2 separate regions of the Macaca mulatta genome follow, and region 2 is linked to region 1. The links are chromatin contacts, called in public Hi-C maps. All regions are on one chromosome and are shown on one strand. The core of a region is the stretch at or near the end of the contact, and the rest is flanking DNA. Distances in the headings are between cores, read along the strand shown.

Region 1 (3,843 bases), core at 993-3,492:
CTCACTGCAACCTCTGCCTCCTGGGTTCAAGCATTCTCCTGTCTCAGCCTCCCAAGTAGCTGGGATTACAGGTGCCAGCCACCACGCCTGGCTAAGTTTTGTATTTTTAGTAGAGACGGGGTTTCACCATGTTGGCTGGGCTGGTCTCCAACTCCTGACCTCAGGTGATCCACCTGTCTCGGCCCCTGAAAACACACACACGTGCCAGGACATGTGTGCAAGAATGTTCACAGCAGTAAATAAGGCAATCTAATGAAGAAATCAGGGTATAGTCACCCATGGAATTATATGCAATACGGAAAAAGGAATGAACTAAAAAAATGTAGCTGAATCTTAGTAACAACGTTGAGTGCAAAAAGGAAGTCTCAGAAGATTATGTTTATCATGAAACTTTTTTTTTTTTTTTTTTTTTTGGGAGTCTCGCTTTGTCGCCCAGGCTGGAGTGTAATGGCACAATCTTGGCTCACTGCAACCTCCGCCTCCTGGGTTCAAGCGATTCTCCTGCCTAAGCCTCCCGAGTAGCTAGGATTACAGGCACCTGCCACCACACCCAGCTGATTTTTATTGTATTTTTAGTTGATACAGGGTTTCATCATGTTGGGCAGGCTGGTCTCCCAACTCCTGACCTCTGGTAACCTGCCTGCCTCAGCCTCCCTAAGTGCTGGGATTACAGGCGTGAGCCACCACGCCCGGCCTGAAGCTCTTTTTATAAAGTTTAAAGCAACAAAACTAAACAATATATTGATTGGGTACAATAGATACAAGATAATGCTATACTTTTAAAAGAGAAAAAGCACTTTACATTGTTTAGGTCTTTGGATCTGCATATGTCCCTGAGGTAAGTAGCCATGGGCAACTGAAACACAGAGAGGTGGTCACCCACCAAAGCTCAGGGCTGGCCTCCAGAGCTTGAACCCTTGCCTGAGCTGGGGTCACCAGCCTGGGTGGGCCATGGAGCAATCATCATTTCTCCATCTGATCGGAAAGTCACCCACCACTCTGTTCTGGGGCCCAGCCCGCCTGGATCCAGGCAGGCTCGGAGGCCGTGTTCTCCTGGACCTGGTGCATCTGGCTGCAGCCAGCACTGGGCAGGAAAATACCGCTGGAGCAGTGCCAGGTGCAGGACGTCCCCACTATCTGCCTCCTCCTGGGTCTGGAGGGCCACCATGAGCCCACAGTCCCGGCCAGGCCCAAGCCGGTGGCTGAAGTGGGCAGCTGTGTCTAGAAGTAAGGCAATGAGGTAGGCGGCTTCCTGGGGCTCTGGGTCTTCCGCTAGGTACTCTTCTAGGCCATCGAGCAGCAGAAGGGAGGGGGCTGGCCCCGGGGCTTCATGGGCAGAGCACAGGAGCCGGAAAAGCTCTCGGGTTGAGGGTGGGTACTGGAAGCGGATCTTCTAGAAGGAGAAACAGAAGGAAAGGGCCGGATTCAGCACAAGAAGCCAGACTGCTTGCAAGAGAACCCTGCCTCCTTGCATACTTTCCTTGGTTCCAGGATGAACCAGCTCAGAGTGGTTAAATATTCTTGTATTCGTCCCTTTTTCCAGCACTCATCACTGCCGAGTATTAGTTGAGGGCAAGTCATTTTTGCTTGTTTTTGGCCAAATCTCTAGGGCAGTTTTTCCACGGAAAACCGTCCCCCAGCATTGCATTGTCGGTCTGACCTCATCCTTGACACCAACAGGAGCCAACTCTGGTCCTGAATGGACCCAAGCTTGGCCCCGCCCCTTGATGGGCCTGACTTCACCCTCTGGGCACCGCCTCTTGCTAACACCGCCCATCATTGGATGGGCTCTCACTTCAATCTTAATTAAGCTCCGCGTGGTGCCACCCCTCACTGCGCCTGCCTGACTCCGCCCCATCGTGGCTGCCCTGGCCCGCCCTTCCACCGTCCCCTCCATGGGCTTGTCTACCTGTCACTCAGTAGTCCCGGATCTACTCCACCATTGGCTAGAACGCCTCCACTCCCACCGCACAGTTACCTGGAGTCGCATTGGGTCTAGAGTCGTTCCGGTCCCGCGGGGCAGGCTTTGTAGAGGCCTCCGTGTCAGGAAGAGGACTGGGCCTTGGCCCTCCCCCGCCGCCTCTAGGGCCGCAGCAAATAGCAGCGCTGTTTTTCCAGACCCTGGTGCGCCGAGAAGCAGCAAAGGCGGTCCGGCGGAAGCCGTGTTCTCCTCCCCGGACCAGGCCGCACCGTCCCTGGTCAGCACCCGCCTCAGCGTCTCCGCCATTCGCCGCGTAGCTCTGTCCAATTGGTGGCTCTTTCCCAGTCTTAGTCCCGCCCAAGTCGAGGCCGCTTCGGTACAGTTCACTTAGTTTCTCTATTGGTTTAGGAATCTGTCCATCAAAACTCGATTCCTCTGGGGAATGAGCGAAGGGTTAGAACCTATGCGGAGGAAAGGGTGCATTCGAGGGAAATAGGGAAATAAGGCCCTTCCTTAAGGGAGGCTGCTGGGGGAACCAGCACGAATACTGTTATTGTCAGCTAATGAGACAAATATAAGGATTAAGAATTGGAGGAGCAGACCAGAATGAGTGACATATTCTTTAAAGTCGCCTAGCCTCAGTTTGCCCTCCTGTAAAATGGGGTTTATGATATCTCAGAGGAGTATTGTGATCGGCATGTATTTGTGTGTGGTTTTGCTGATGTCATCCAATGACAACTGAGAATTGAAGAGGGGGATGAGCTGTGTGCTTGTCTTTCTGTGCACCTGAGTATGGGCAGGAGTGTGTGTCTGGGGACACAGGCTCAGGGACACAGCCGTCCCCGAAAGTCTGTGAGATGAAGGCTCTCAACTTCCTCACTGGCTAAGGGGTTCTGTGGGGCCTTCCTTGTGGTGCGGGGGGAGGGCAGGACCGCAGGACAAAGAAGGGAGCGGGAGAGACAAAGAGACAGGCGCTGAAACACTGAAGGAGACATACAGCAGGGACAGTGTTTGTCTTGTTCACTTCTGTTCTCCAGTACCCACAATAGCACCTGGCACATTTGTAGGTTCTCAAATACAGGCTCGTTAAGACAATGAAGGAAGGGAAGTGGGATTGATGAGAAACAGGGAGAAAGGGAGGAACAAAGTGAATGATCGTGATCCCTGGCTGGATCTTCTCACCCAGACTTCGTCCCAGAGCTGCCACTCACGCCTGTGTTGCCCTGGCAACCTTGTCTCCTGGTAACTCCAAAGTGGTGCCGTTGCCTGGAGACCCAGGGGCAGGGAGAAAGTGAGATTTCCTGGGCTTTCTCTCTCCCTCTGGGACCAGAAAACAGCTCCACGACATCCCCCAACACACCCACTCACACAGCTGGGCACCCTCACACCCCTCTACACACACACACACCCACCACGGCATCTCTGAATATATTCTATTTTCAGAATCTCCATCATGCACATGCTCCAACCTTGCCCTATCCTGACACAAAGCATCCCATACAAACTCTGTCCCACATTCATCCCCCACACCCTTTCTCTTGCAAAACACGTAACTATGACATTGCCACTACACACGCAGACACACACAGTGAAGCACACCGATACACTGCGCTGTCAAACACCCTACCTCAGTCCCCATCCCCCAGCAGATACACAACCCATGATTCACCTCACATTTCAACACTCCAGATGCACAAACAGGCCTGGTATGGTGGCTTATGTCTGTAGTCCCAGTGCTTTGGGAGGCCAAGGCAGGAGGATTGCTTGAGGCCAAGAGTTCAAGACCAGCCTGGGCAATGTAGTGAGACCCCATCTCTACAAAATACTTAAAAATTAGCCAGGTGCTAATTTTTAATATCACTGGGCGCGGTGTGGCTCATGCCTGTAATCCCAGCACTTTGGGAGGCTGAGGTGGGCAGATC
Region 2 (3,636 bases), core at 1,086-3,585, 59 kb before region 1:
GGGAAAGGTGGGGATTAGGATTTACAAGGCACCTGGCACAGACAGAGCACCCGATACAGAAAAGCAGAGAGAGAGCGGGCCTGATTCACTGAGTGGAGCCAGGCAAAGTAGTGGAGAGGGGTGATGGGAGGGGTACTGTCACCCACATACTTGCAGGTGTTCTCACAGACGATGCCGCTGTTGTACTCGTCTGTTCCATCGCAGCAGTCTGTGGCAGAGGCAGAAGCCGAGATCAGACCTGGCAGTGCCTCCACCCTCCCTCCCTCTACCACCTTTCCAGAATCCTGGTGCATCGTCACTTACCACAAACACCATCGTTGACCCGGTTGGAGGGGATATACAGGGGCTTATAGCCAGTGTTGGTGCAGTGGAAGCTGCCGTTAGGACAGGCAGCCGTGCCTGTGAGGAAGAAGGGAGGGAAGGTTTTCAGTCAGGTGAGGGCCAGACGTGTCCCATCCATCCACAGACAAGAGCCCCCGACCCACCCTGCACACAGAGAGCACAAGAAACATAAGGACCAAAGGAAGGGAAGAGTTGTACCCGGCACACCCCGGGCTTGAAACAAAGCTTTCCAGCGCTGCCTCCTGCCTCGTCTCACTGAGGTCCTTCAAAATAGGGTCTCTGCCTGGCGCTGTGGCTCACGCCTGTAATCTCAGCACTCTGGGAGGCCGAGATGGGTGGATCACCTGAGGTGATGAGTTTGAGACCAGCCTGGCCAACATGGTGAAACCCCGTCTCTACTAAAAATACGAAAAATTAGCTGGGCATGGTGGCATGCGCCTGTAATCCCAGCTACTCAGGAGGCTGAGGCAGGAGAATCGCTTGAACCTGGGAGGCGGAGGTTGCAGTGAACCAAGACCGTGCCACTGCACTCCAGCCTGGGCGATAAGAGTGAAACTCCATCTCAAAGAAAATTCAAAACAAAACGGCCTCATCCAGGCACGGTGGCTTGCACCTGTAACCCCAGCACTTTGGAAGGCCAAGGCAGGAGGATGACTTGAGCCCAAGAGTTCCAGGCTGCAGTGAGCTACAATCATGCCACTGTACTCCAGCCTCGGCAACACAGCAGGACTCTGTCTCTTCAAAAAACAGAAAAACAAAAAGCCAGGGTTTCCCTTCACCTCTGTCTCCTGCTGGATTGCTCTTGGCCCCACCCTGTCTCCCACTTCCAGGGGTTTGCCCATGTTGGCCCCTCCATCTGCAGCACCCTCGGGATTTAACTGAAACCTCACCTCCTTGGAGGAGCCTTTTCTGACCCCTAGGCTTGGGAGTAGGAGGACTCTGGGCTCCTCCAGCTGCCCGGGGCCATAAGACTGACCACTGACCACTGACTACTGACTGCTGGGCTTGTTTCTGCCCACTCAAGGGGGAGTCAGCATAGGGAGTATCTTGGTCACACAGACAGGGCCTGGCAATGAGCAGCGTTCAATAAATATCTGATGGATGAACAGAGAAAAGGCTCACCTGGCTCGTCAGAGCCATCTTTGCAGTCGCAATAGTCATCGTTGACCTGATCGAATGGGATGGTGGCCGAACCGTCCAGGCAGGTGAAAGGCTTGGACTCATCATAGAAGTGATGATCTGTGGGGTGCAGGAAGCTCAGCCCAGGGCAGGAAAGCGCCTTCTCCATCAAATACCACCTCTGTCCTCCCACCCCCACCAGCGGAGCACTACCGGGAAACTGAGGCAAAAGGTTGTAAATGCCTATCCCCAAGGCCCAATGTTGGCCCCTCCCACCTCCAGCCTGGCGGGAGGGTGAACAGGAGGACTCACTGGTGAGGGAGACGCCCCGGGGCCTCTTGACCTCCACGGCCCAGCACATGGGTAGCAGCAGAAGGAGCGGCAGCAGCATCTCGCCAGAGGCTCTGAGGCCCGAAACGGGTTCTGTGGGAGGAAGCTGACAGCGGGAAGACGCGCTGTGTCTTCACGCTGCAGGAAGAAAGGGGATCCCGGTCAGTGGGAGAGGGCTACTTCCAGCCAATTGGATTCCTCCATCGCTTCCAGGCAATGAGGCCTCACTTTGTTTCCGATATGGGGGCGAGGGGCAGCGATCTCCCCAATCCTGGCCAGTCTCACTTTGCTCAAATCAATGGCGAGGATCTCAAGATCTCAAAACCTCCGCTCCCTGTGCCCAATTGTGACCCAATTCCCGCCAACGGGCCAAAGGGATTAACAGTTTCCGCCGTCCACACCCACATATGCACCCTCCGGTTGCCCCCTGCAGGAAACTGAGGTGCCCTCCCACCCGCTCGTTCACACCTACACGGGGCCGGAGCAAAGGTCAGTATCCACCGCGCCCCTCTTGACCGGCAGCCACGGTTCCTGCTGCAGAAAGAAAGCGGAACTGTCGGACCCGTCACTTCCGGTCGTACGTCCCGCACCGCGAACGGGGAGTCAGGGTAGCCATGTTGGGAGAGTCAGGAGTAGGGGCGGTGCCAAAGCCGAGACGGCCATCTTGGGCAGGACTGTGAAGCCTTAGAGAGGATGGTTCTGAGGGCTAGCTCTTAATGGCGGCGCAACGTACCTCCATCTTGGGAGTGGCGGCACCTCAAGCTGGAAAGAAAGTTCCTGAAAAATGCGCACGAACCCCCAGGGGCGGGATAAGGTTGCGGGGGACGGGGGTAAGGAAACGGAATGAGCACGTGACCCCAAAGTGCCCAGATCGTCTGTCCTGTAGCGCGGCTCTGCCCTGCCCCTCTGTTGGGACCGCCCCTCTATGCAGCCTCAGCCAATGAGAACGCACTGTCAGCCACGGAACGCGGGTGGTCTCCATGGAAACACTGGAGGGAGACGGGAGGCGGTTACCTAGCAACCGAGAGATGCGGAGAGCAACCACCTAGCGGTCGGAAAGTGCATTTTTCAGAGCCCTAGGAATCCGAGCTGACGGATCCCTGACAGGAGCGACTGACTCCTAGTTGTCCCCCTAACCCCTAGGGGCCTTCGGCCCCAACCCCATCATGACATCTCCCCTGTGCAGGGCGGCCTCCGCCAACGCCCTGCCTCCTCAGGACCAGGTTTCGACGCCCTCTTCCAAGGTCAAGGGCAGGGAGGCTTCGGGCAAACCCAGCCACCTCCGAGGCAAGGGAGCAGCCCAGGCCTGGCCCCCCGGCCGTTCCAAGGGAGGATCCTTCCACAGAGATGCCGGGAAGCCCTCTGTGCACGCTCAGGTGGCTGAGTTACATAAAAAGATACAACTGTTAGGTAAGATGGCTCCAGAGGGTACAGAGGGTCAGGGGTCAACAGTGCCCATCCAATCTTCTGACCAGGCATGGTGTGACAAAGGTATTTCTCCAGCATGAGTCTAGGTGAACAGTTTCTGGGCAAAAACTCATACTTGATTCATGTTTTTCATCCTCTCTCTCTCAAAACTTCTCATGAGTTCAGAACCGAATGAACTGTACTTCATACTTTCCTGTAATTTATTTTCTCTCTCTCTCTCTTTTTTTTTTGGCAGAAATCTCACTCTGTTGCCAGGCAGGAGTGCAGTGGAACGATCTGGTCTCACTGCAACCTCCACCTCCCAGGTTCAAGCAATTCTCCTGCCTCAGCCTCCAGAGTAACTGGGACTACAGGCACGCGCCACCATGCCCAGCTAATTTTTGTGTTTTTAGTACAAAGGGGTTTCACCATATTGGC

What was found. A called contact is a pair of places that touch in the nucleus more often than the background predicts.
Region 2: a contact with region 1 is called in a Hi-C map of fetal cortex germinal zone, with 1.8 times the contacts expected there. The contact joins the promoter of PRKCSH here to the promoter of SWSAP1 in region 1. A contact is called at or near these places in 2 of 14 Hi-C or Micro-C datasets (cortical neurons and fetal cortex germinal zone).

The regions. Positions count from the first base shown.
Region 1 is chr19:12,109,144-12,112,986 of T2T-MMU8v2.0, reverse strand. SWSAP1 (SWIM-type zinc finger 7 associated protein 1) reads right to left here and starts at 2,242. Exons shown (of 3, transcript XR_013408949.1): 1 at 1,979-2,242; 2 at 763-1,393.
Region 2 is chr19:12,168,207-12,171,842 of T2T-MMU8v2.0, reverse strand. It overlaps PRKCSH (PRKCSH beta subunit of glucosidase II), which reads right to left and starts at 2,335. Exons shown (of 18, transcript XR_013408985.1): 1 at 2,264-2,335; 2 at 1,774-1,897; 3 at 1,465-1,581; 4 at 304-399; 5 at 151-208. It overlaps ODAD3 (outer dynein arm docking complex subunit 3), which reads left to right and starts at 2,188. Exons shown (of 13, transcript XM_077977737.1): 1 at 2,188-2,280. The coding sequence starts at 2,199.